2 separate regions of the Oryzias latipes genome follow, and region 2 is linked to region 1. The links are chromatin contacts, called in public Hi-C maps. All regions are on one chromosome and are shown on one strand. The core of a region is the stretch at or near the end of the contact, and the rest is flanking DNA. Distances in the headings are between cores, read along the strand shown. Region 1 holds the start of ubl7 (ubiquitin-like protein 7). Region 2 holds the start of LOC101159178 (ubiquitin-conjugating enzyme E2 Q2).

Evidence for each region. Hi-C and Micro-C count contacts between places; a contact is called where the count stands out from the background.
Region 2: a contact with region 1 is called in a Hi-C map of embryo, with 2.5 times the contacts expected there. The contact joins the promoter of LOC101159178 here to the promoter of ubl7 in region 1. A contact is called at or near these places in 2 of 5 Hi-C or Micro-C datasets (both in embryo).

Annotation. Positions count from the first base shown.
Region 1 is chr3:28,017,246-28,022,615 of ASM223467v1, reverse strand. ubl7 (ubiquitin-like protein 7) reads right to left here and starts at 2,287. Exons shown (of 11, transcript XM_004067296.4): 1 at 2,198-2,287; 2 at 1,680-1,860; 3 at 1,442-1,561; 4 at 1,272-1,357. The coding sequence starts at 1,857.
Region 2 is chr3:28,191,768-28,197,309 of ASM223467v1, reverse strand. LOC101159178 (ubiquitin-conjugating enzyme E2 Q2) reads left to right here and starts at 4,034. Exons shown (of 14, transcript XM_023953624.1): 1 at 4,034-4,423; 2 at 4,519-4,694; 3 at 5,086-5,190. The coding sequence starts at 4,536. It overlaps LOC110013673 (a long non-coding RNA gene), which reads left to right. Exons shown (of 3, transcript XR_002872987.1): 3 at 1-1,132.

The DNA.
Region 1 (5,370 bases), core at 1,038-3,537:
GAACAACCAGCATTCAGAATCGGACTGCTTCTATTCATGAAGCATTTGAGTTCCTGTCCTCTGGTTCAAAGTCTAGATGCTTTTAGTGTCCAAACAAGAACAAAACAACTGATTTTACTGATTCCATTTTGATTCCAACTGAATCTTTTTACACCACGTAAATGCAGAACAGGCTGAGGTTTTGATGATTTTCAAAAAATTGTCTTCAGTGCTAAAGTTACCAGTTCAGCCAAAAACACCAAGCAAAAGATCCTGCTCACCACCAGATCCTAAAATACAAAACAAGTAAGATTGTTCAGATTCAGAAGCTTTTAGCTCTTTTATGTATAAGTTGACTTATCCTGTCTGGGGTCGCCACAGCGAATCAGCTTTCACCGTTTCAGACAGGTGCTTTGGCAGAGACATAACTGTTCATCCATATTTCTATTCAATATGTGCAACAAACGGCTTCAAATGTGCTCAAAAAAAGACAAATATGGGGAAAATATATACATGTATAATAATAAGTAAAAATAATAGTGATTTAAGACAAACAGTGGAAACCTTGGGGAGTAAAACGAAACCATTGAACGAGAAATGATCTCCAGGTGAGACATTAAATGAGAGTCCATCACTGCAAAACTCAAACAAACCTGTAAAAACATGCTGTAAAGATTTCTGGAATTCTACAAAACAGATTTTAGGTGATCTTTTTTTTTGGGATCAGTTTTTAATGGCAAGACCAAAAAAATGTTGTGGGTTCCAGCGCTCCGAGGGCTGCTGGGATTCCAGTCCTCCCTGATTCTGGCTCCGAAATCCAACTTCTGTTTGGTAGAATCTCATATAGTTTCATCATTTGAACAATTTTTTGCCCATTTTTTAAAAAAAAAAAGTAAACTGTTTTGCCATCTCTGCTTTGAAGCTCGGTTTCTCACACTTGTGTGTAAAAACTGAGCAGGAAGCGTTAGAATTGTACAGTTATGATTTTTCCATCCAATCCATAAGATTTATGGATGTTTCCAAAACATTTTCTACAATTATTAATATCATTCAGCGAATTCCAAAATATACCCAATAGTTTAAAATGACAAAAAGAGATTTTTTTTTATTTAAGTTCTTTTTAGAGCCTTGCTAATTTTAATATAGACTTTTAGTACATAAATAAATAAATAGATTAATAAATCTTTGTGGTACTTTTGTTATCAGAACATGTATTAGGAGCTTTGTAGGCTATGTAGTGAGTAGTGAAGGAATCGGGACACAGAGTGGGTCTTTGTTGGTTATGGACTCACTGCGTCTCTGTAGGCTGAATTGAGCGAATGCAGAGCGGCGTGGAACACCCGGAACTCTCTGGCTGCAGTCACTCTGTTCACCGGCTCTGCAAAAACACAAATCCGGAGCCGAGGTGTCGGTGATGGGGAGAGACTTTCAAGAGCTTCTGACCGCAGCAGCAGACACGGACCTGGACTGCTCTCCGGCTCTGGCCATGTCTTCTTCAGAATGTGTACTGTGGATCCCGGCTGGACCCCACAGGCGTCCAGTGTCAGCTCGTCCTTGAGCTTTCGCCCACAGTGGACCAGCTCTGGGAAAACAAGGAACAACAAGTTATACACACACACAACAACAACAACAACAACAACAACAACAACAACAACAACAACAACAACAACAACAGGCAGCCATTTCTGCTGCTAACAAACCTATGAGTTCAGGGTCTGGGACGGAGTCTGGCAGCTGCGCTGCTACAAGCTGCTTCAAGGTGGCGACTCTGTATCCTCCAGGTGGGACATCTCCGGGCATCATCTCGGGGAAGTGAAAGGTGGATTTGGGCTGGTCCGCCAGTTTCAGAGACAAGCGCCAGTCTGAGGACGCCATCATTGTCTGCGCAAACAAGAGCAGGGACATCTGTTTTGAATGCCCCGTTAGCTTAAAGCTAACCCGAAAATGTGTGCCTTTGCTTAAAGATGCATCTTTTTGTCAAGTGACTTTTAAAACAAGTTTACATGTTTAGAGAACATTTACAATACTAACAATTACCTAAACGGTTGTTTAAAAAATGAACAGAGGACAGCCGTGTAGTGACGTTTTTTCTTAATTAAACATTATTTTGCTTCTTGTGAACATTTCAAATAAAAGTTTCCGAACATTTTATTTATTTATGTATTTAAAAACTGAACAAGAAACAACCCTATGAATAAAAAGAAAGATGCAGACTCACCGCTCTGTTGACACTCGTTTCACTTCCGGGATTTGTAATCACGTGACTCGTGTTGCGTTCACGTCCACTCCACGAGCAAAGACCTTTTTTCTTGTCCCATCGCTTTCCTGTTCAACCTTTCCACATCTGTTGCACATTCGTAAATCCCCATGAACACTTTTCTGTCTAGTTTGCCACTTCCTCTAATTTTCTTTCACAGCTGTTTCTCAGCGGTACTTCATAAAAACGAGCCTACGAGGACATATGGGTTAGTAGTATGATCAACTAATTACGTGCCAAGTATATGTCCTTTGTGTACCTTTCCTTGAATATTTTTAAAATACTTTTTATGATGTTTTCATTGAACTGCTGCTTTATTACCAATTTAGTTTGTAATTCTGTCCTCATTGCACAAATTTTTCAAACACCATAAATGTGTCCTTCCATGTTTCCTTAATCCCATGAAGTTTCATAGATAGATAGATAGATAGATAGATAGATAGATAGATAGATAGATAGATAGATAGATAGATAGATAGATAGATAGATAGATAGATAGATAGATAGATAGATAGATAGATAGATAGAATTTATTCCAGACTCATGGTCCAATCAGTAAAAAGGAGTACACAGACCCACCACATTTAAAAAAAAAATACAGTGTCAAGAATACACAGCTGAGGTACAGTGTATAGTTACAGTTCATAAAAAAGTTAATAGAAAATACTTAATACAAACAAATTAATTAAAAAGGATAAGAATAAATACCAAGATAAAAAGATTACATATACATACTACACTGTAAAAACCTTAATTACAATGACAAGTAAAAAGACAGTCCCTCCAGTGTTTCCATAAATTTGACCGGAAACGTATTGCACTAAATCTAATGTTGCTTATAGCCAAGATGAGAGTGTTCTCTGAAGCGTTTAATCTGCAGATAAATTTGAACATAAGCGAGCGCATGCAAGCCCAGAGAGTGTTAATTCTGAGTGAAACGAAAAGCTCACTAGCACTTGTCCTCCAGTTCCATCATTGTATTTGTTTTTGAGTATAGAAGGGAGACATAGTGAGCTTGAATGAATAATGGAAGGTGTGAGTGAGAGACTGATGTTTTGCATTCATACATATTTTATGGGGAGAGCTCACAAAGCTCTCTGCTTCTTCTTCCTAATCCTTGTTGAACAAAATGGAGAGTGTGCACATTTATCGCTTTTCAACATGGTGGACCGTTGATTAAACTCTAACTCATATAGTTGTTTTGTTCAAAATAAAGTAAACACATTTACAAATCTAATGAACTTCACCCCATCATTCTGGCCCCAAAGAAAACTGGGGTACAATACATATTGAATGCAAATGCTAAAGCCTTATACTAGTCATTTTTGAGAAGACTTTACCATCTGTAAAATGATCCAAGCATTTCAGATTTACATTGGTTTAGTTAGCAGAAGACAATGGAACAGACACTGACCAATACCTAATAACCTTTTATGGGATTACATTTTGACTGTTGTCAAGGACTAAACATTTATTTATTATAATTTACTATGTTTTTTTTAAGTGGTAAATACAAGTCTCTATGCTTTTAACTTTGAGCCAGTCATCTTAATTGTGTCTGCCTTTTTACTCTATTTCATTTCATTTTTTACTTTTTTTCACAAGTTTAACATGAATAAAACTTTAAAAAGAGTTTTATTTATTTATTTATTATATCAAGATTCACACTCATGAGCCACTTGAACAGTTGGACAGGCACAACTGTCCAACTGCTAGTTAACACACATTTCTAATCAGCCAATCACATGACAGCAACTCAATGCATTTAGACATGTCGACGTGGTCTGCTGCCATTTAAACTGAGCATCAGAATGGGGAAAGAAGGTAATTTACATACACTGTGTTGTACATTTAACATGTTTTGACTTTGAATGTGGCATTGTTGTTGGTGCCAGACGGTCTGGTCAGAGTATTTCAGAAACTGCTGATCTACTGGGATTTTTCACCCACAACCATCTCTAGAGTTTCCAGAAAATGGTCCAAAAATAGAAAATATCCAGTGAGAGGCAGTTCTGTGGGTGGAAATACCTTCTTTAAGCCATAGGTCAGAGGAGAATGGCCAGACTGATGCCAGCTGATAGAAAGGTATCAGTAATTTAAATTCCCACTGGTTCTAACCGTGCTCTGCACAATAGCGTCTCTGAACGCACACCATGTCCAACCCTGAGGCAGATCTCTACAGCAGCAGAGGACCACACCGGGTGCCACTCCTGTTAGCCAAGAACAGGAAACTCAGGCTACAGTCCGCACAGGATCTGGACAATAGGAGATTGGCTACAGTTCTTTGCACATTTTGGATCCCTTAGTACCAATTAAGCATGGTTGCAATGCCATGGCCTACCTGAGTATTGTTGCTGACCATGTCCATCCTTTTATGACTAGTGTACCAATATCTGACGGCCACTCCAAGCAGAATAAAACAGCACTGTGTCGTAAAGCTGGAATCATCTCCGACTGGTTTCTTGAACATGGCAATGAGTTCACTGGACAACAACGGCCTCCATAGTCATCCAATCTCAACCCATTCGAGAACCTTTGGGATGTGGTGGAATGGGAGATTGGCATCATGTGTAGCCGAAAAATCTGCATTAACTGCGTGATGCTGTCATATCAATATGTTGTTCACCTTTCGGCATGTCCTTTCGGGGGTCGATACAGCGAATCATCTCAATTTTAGGTATGTGACTTCTTTTATTTCATCATGGCAGAGAGTATTTTTCTTTGCTTTGATGCATTCAGGGTGTTCAATCCCGTTGTCTGCAAGAAAAGCAATCCCTCTTTGACAGACATGATTCTAGGCTGATGGGTGACCACACTGTTCTGAATAGAAAGTTTGTGCCAAATCATGTGAATGCATGTGAACAACAATGATGAAAGTGCGTTCCTGTTGGCAATAACTCCTCCTTCTGGGTCCACTCGGCCCCTCACAGCTGGAGTTCAAACTACTTTTATGGTCAAACCTTTAGAAAGTGGAGACTCTTAAAAAATAGACTCTTAAAAAATAATTTAATCACATGAGGGCTTAAGACAAGTCTGGAAGCATAAACCTCACGGAGGACAGGAAGTTAGTCTGGCTTTACTTAACAGCCTTCTAAAGCTCAATTCCTTACTATTTTTCATAAAGCCTAAAAGTC
Region 2 (5,542 bases), core at 2,785-5,284, 170 kb before region 1:
TAAAAAGTATTTTTAAAAACCTTTACACATAAACATTTAAAGTTTTTGCTCAAAGTGCATTACAGTCATGTTTTGTTGAAGGTTCACAAAAAGGAATTTCTAGATTTAAGAGAAAAAAAAGTCAAATTAAAATTCCCAACAATGATTACTGTATCTATAAGATCAGGCTTAGCCTACAATCTGATTCACTTTTCTCCATTGTTGTCTACTTAAACTTCCACTTTATGTTAGGTTAGATAGGAGGGGAACATTTTTAATCAATCTAAAAACAGACCTTTGCTAACACCCACCGCAATTTCCCTTTTTTTGTTTCTCCAGTTAGAATTCCATGAAATGTAAATATTAAAACAGTTTTAGTGGGAACAACAGAAATCAATGTCATACAAATGAATGAATGTTTGTTAAACTGGAACATTGACATTTTTAGAGAGCCGCTGCATTGTTAAAGTTCCCCCCTTAAGTTACTTCTTTCTTTCTTAACCAAAAATGTGTAACATCTGATCAACATCCACAGTTGTTGCTACCATTCATAATTACAAGACATTTTCATCACATTTGGACAATCAGAAGAAATACAAAAAGTGACTGAGGAAGAGGTAACTTACTTAAAAAACATGAGTTAGAGTCGACATGATCTGAACTCTTTGAAAAACTTCTCAGCTACAAAATATGTCAATGAGTAGCTGTGAGGAGTAGACGCAGAACACAGTCAGCAGTAGGATTTGTAGACCTGGGTGAGGGTGTTCAGGTTATGTTGACCTCTCTGTGATGGAAGATCTGCAACTGTCTTACAGGCCGTCATGTAAACAGCTACAGTAGAGAGCAGCTCTGAGACATGTAGCCTTATTTTATTGATATTTTAATGTTAATAGCCCTTTAGAAAGAATGTTACCGTAATCTGTTGATGATGAGTACTTTCTTTATTTACTGGGCCAACACTGCTCCCTAGTGTTGGTTTCACAGGGTAAAACTCACGTTTGGACTTTTGCATGAGAAAGGGGACATTTTTATCCAGTTTAAGGACCTGGTGATTAATACCTGTCAAACTTGTATCAATCCTGCTGTTTTGGCCAAAAATAAGACAAATCCCTGTTTTACCCAGGGAGGGAATATGCTGAGGAGTTTGCACTGATTATTGAAGGGAAAAAAAAGAAATAAACATTTATAGTTTATTTATTGGTATATTAAAATCATAAATTTAGCAGGTAAAATTAGCGTTTGATGCAGGTACTCACAAAACTTTAAACTTGACTTTAGCCACACCTAATTATTTAAGCCAGAATGTCTTTATAATCACTAACATTTGTGTTGTTGTTTTAAATAAAGGTTGTTTTTTTTAAGTAAGAGTAATATAAATTAAGCTGATTTTATTCCCATGTATTCTAAGTGCAACCAAGTGCAAAAACGGATGGAATTTCGTGTTGGTCAAAGCCATTAGATGCCAACAAAATGCCTATTGCTGCAATGCTCGCACATACAGGGCTACATTTTGTAGTTAATCGAATGTATAAGGGGTAATGGTAAATACAGGAATAGTTACCAAGCAAATATTTTAAGTATGGCTATATTTTGAGCATTCAAAATAAGTGCAGCCAAGAAAAAAAGTTCAGCACTGGCCGCACATATTTTGAAAAATATGTCCAAATAGTCACTTTATTAATAAATAAGAAAAAAAAATTCTTGGAAAGTGAGATGGTGAAGAACATTTTATTAATTTTATGTAAATTCAATGTTATTTTTGCAATGCTCAATCAAACTGAATCAAAAATTGGAGGTGTGGGGGGGGCCTGTGGGGGGAGGACGGTGGCCCCACCGTAGCTCTGCCCCTGGTAATCTGTAGAAACTTGATTGTGAACTAAATAATATGTTAAATAATATAGTATAGCAATATATGCATAAGAAATTGTAATATCCTGAGACCCGGCCCACTCATTTATGTCCTCTATAATAGACATTTTGTTTACATGTATGTTTCTAAGGAAATACCTTTCTAATTCCTACTCTACTGTGTAGAGGACATCCTGGGCTTTCCAGTGATGTGTCATGTGATGCATTTGCATGCTGGGAACTTCAAGTTTTACCTCTACCAAGATGGCTGCCATACCATTTACTTCATTTTATGGAAAGGTGAAAGGCAAGTCAAATATTCTGTATCTATTCCTTTTTTTTTTTTACCATGATAATTATATATTCTTGGTCATAAACATGTTAGAAACAATATTTTTAGATCTGAAAATAGTTTTATGTTTTAAAACAGCAGGCATTTAATGAATGTCAACTGTAGTGGACATCAGGACCATTTTAATGTATTTAATGGCTGCACATTATTTTAGGAGGAAAAAAGTGAAGCAGAGAGGATTCTATACCAGATATTTGAGGGAGATTCAGATTTGGAGCTTTCGGATGATGAAAAGGACGAGGAGGATGAGATTCAGGAAAAAATAACTGCTATTTTTTTAATTAACTTGATTTTTTTGTGTTTTTTAAACGTCCATCATAACAGGTTTACACCTGTGCTAGCAGGTTGCCCTGCCTATCAAGATGACTCCAAAGTTTGTGAATACTGGAGTCCAATCCCGTACCTTTCACAGTACGTTGATAACATTTTCGAGGATCTGTTTATGATTTAGTTGTGTTCCAACTACCGGGGAATTACACTCCTCAGCCTCCCTGGGAGGCCTTCCCGGGAGGCCTCAGCCAGCCAAGGACTCTCTTCTCCACAGTACTGGAGAAGAGAGTCCGTCGAACCTCAGATCCAGGAACAACAGTTCGGTTTCCGGCCTGGCGTGGGAACAGTATAACAGCTCTACACCCTCTTTAGGGTGCTGGAGGGAATGCAGGAGTTCGCTCATCCAGTCCATATGTGTTTTGTGGATTTGGAGAAGGCGTTCGACCGCGTCCCCCATATTCTGTGGAGGGTGCTATGGGAGTATGGGGTCCGGGGAGCCTTACTGAGGGCGGTCCGGTCTCTGCATGACCGGAGCAAGAGCTTGCTTCGCATAGTCAGTAAGTCAAACCTGTTCCCGGTGCATGTTGGACTCCGGCAGGGATGCCCTTTATCACCAGTTCTGTTCATAGTTTTTATGGACAGAGAGGGTCTGGTTTGGGGACCACAGGATTTCATCTCTGCTCTTTGCAGATGACTTTGTCCTGTTGGCTTCATCAAGTTGGGACCTCCAGTGTGCATTAGTGCGGTTTGTGGCCGAGTGTGAAGCGGCTGGGATGAGAGTCAGCACCGCTAACTCTGAGGCCATGGTTCTCGACCGGAAAAGGGTAGTTTGCCATCTCTTGGTGGGTGGAGTGTCCCTGCCCCAGATGGAGGAGTTTAATATCTTGGAGTCTTGTCCATCAGAGGGGGAAGACAGGAGCATGAGATTGACAGGCGGATCGGAGCAGCGTCCGTAGTTGTGCGATTGCTGTACCGGTCTGTTGTGGTGAGGAGAGAGCTGAGCCAATAAGCAAAGCTCTCAATTTACCGGTTGATCTTCCTCTGTAGCAGATGGTCCAACATGTAACAAAAGAGTGATACAGAATTTTATTGTTTTAGAACAAAATTTAACATTTTTGGGTGAATATCACTCCTTTTTTCTGATTTTCCAAATTGAGTTCTATTTTCACAGAAATATCGTCCTGTTGTCCTCTTCAATAGACATGTTGGGAAATTAAAATAAAAAACGTTTTTAAAAAAATTAAAATTGTAAGGTGTTTTTTTTTAGGCCCAAATAGATAGGAAATCACACAAAAACAGAAATTGTAAGACAGTTTTGTCTTCGGTTCTCAGTATAACAATATCATATTTTTAAATAATATCATGAAGTGATACAAATGTTATATTGTACAAGATGTTGGAAAAGTCAGCCAGAAGTTAAATCTACAAAATATATTTTTGAATGCCCCCCCCCCCCCCCCCCATTAAAAAGCCCCTTTAGTGCCCATCTTTTTTTCATTTTATGCTCGTATGATCGTTAAACAACATTAGTTTTCTTAATTTTGAATAGATTTGACACGCACTGCATGCTGGGATTCTGCAGGAGCGGGGAGGTTGCCAAACGCCATCTTTAAACCCCACAAGAGGCCAGCTACAGTTGCACCGGGATGAAAAACACAATCCTTTTAACGGGATATTTGGTCACATCGTGAAGATTATATGTTCGTTTCCTGGTCAAGTTCTTATTAAAGAATTGTCCGATGGGACAGTGAGACAACGGACACAGGGAACCACGAATGCCTGAAAATGTTGCTTTCATAGGCAGACAACAACAATAGACGGAAAGACAACAACAACGGCTAGCTCGCTAGCAGCCTGCTAGATTTTAGCTAACATTAGCCACTTCACTAGCAGTTGCGCTGAAATTTACCAGAACACGGATTGTAGCGGTTCCATATTTTGCGCTACCTGTGGCGGACGGCCCTTCACTTCTTGGTACTTTTAAGACCAGCTTTATGTGAAAACAACGGTGTTGCTCTTACTAGCTTGAGAGCTAAGTCCCGACTTTTTCCCTCTCCCCCGTGGCCCAGCCGGAGATGCGTGGAAGATGTCGGTGTCGGGGCTCAAGGCCGAACTGAAGTTTTTGGAGTCGATTTTTGATCCAAACCACGAACGATTCAGGATAATCGACTGGAAGCCTGACGAACTGAGCTGTCAATTTAACGTAACTGGAGAGAAGCTGTTAATTATCCATTGTAACATAACGGTGAGTAGAGACAGGTTAGGAACACAAGTCAAGTGAAGTTAGCTTCACACACAGACACCCGTTTTTGCTTTTAAACTTGTGATTTTAACTTGCTCACGTGTTTTAACATTTTTTCTGCAGCTTGACACATTGTGTGGTTTGTTTTCTAATATGAACGAATGAAAGATGATCACTCCTGTAGTAATCGCTAAACTGTCAAGTTTTGGAAGCGAAGCTTAAGCTAGCATTTGGCTAACGACACGTTCAGAATGCTAATTTCGTCGTCATTTTTTTTTTCCTGCGTATTTTTGTTTCGTTTCTTCGCTTGGCAAATCTGTGTTTAGTTTCGTGATACTCATAATGTGGGTCGTTAGCATTTATTTAACTGCATTTCTTTACGCCGTTCCTTCAGGAGTCTTATCCTTCGACGCCACCAATATGGTTCGTAGACTCTGATGACCCGAGCTTGGCACAAGTTTTGGAGCGATTGGAAGATGTCAGAAAAGGCAGCACCCTGGTAAGTTAACCATGTCTCCTTTTTTGTACTGCTCCAGTGTGAACATATGGGTAAAAATAGATGGCAGAGCTGTCAATTTCGTTGAATCATCATCAGCCAGGGATGGGGTCCTTATTGTGACAAGCTTTAAGCCCAAAAGAAAAGTCACGATGGTTGTTGGGTTAGGTTAGTGTGCTGATTATTGTACGCTTCAGGTTTTCTTGTTCTGTCGAATAACACGTTTAAGCTGTGTGACAGCTGATTAAAGTAAACCTCTATTTGCATTTTAACTTCACTGATTCACTTGACTGAACACGAACTGACAAGACTGGCTCAGAGCTGGAAGATTTTGCTCATCATTTAGACATGTTTG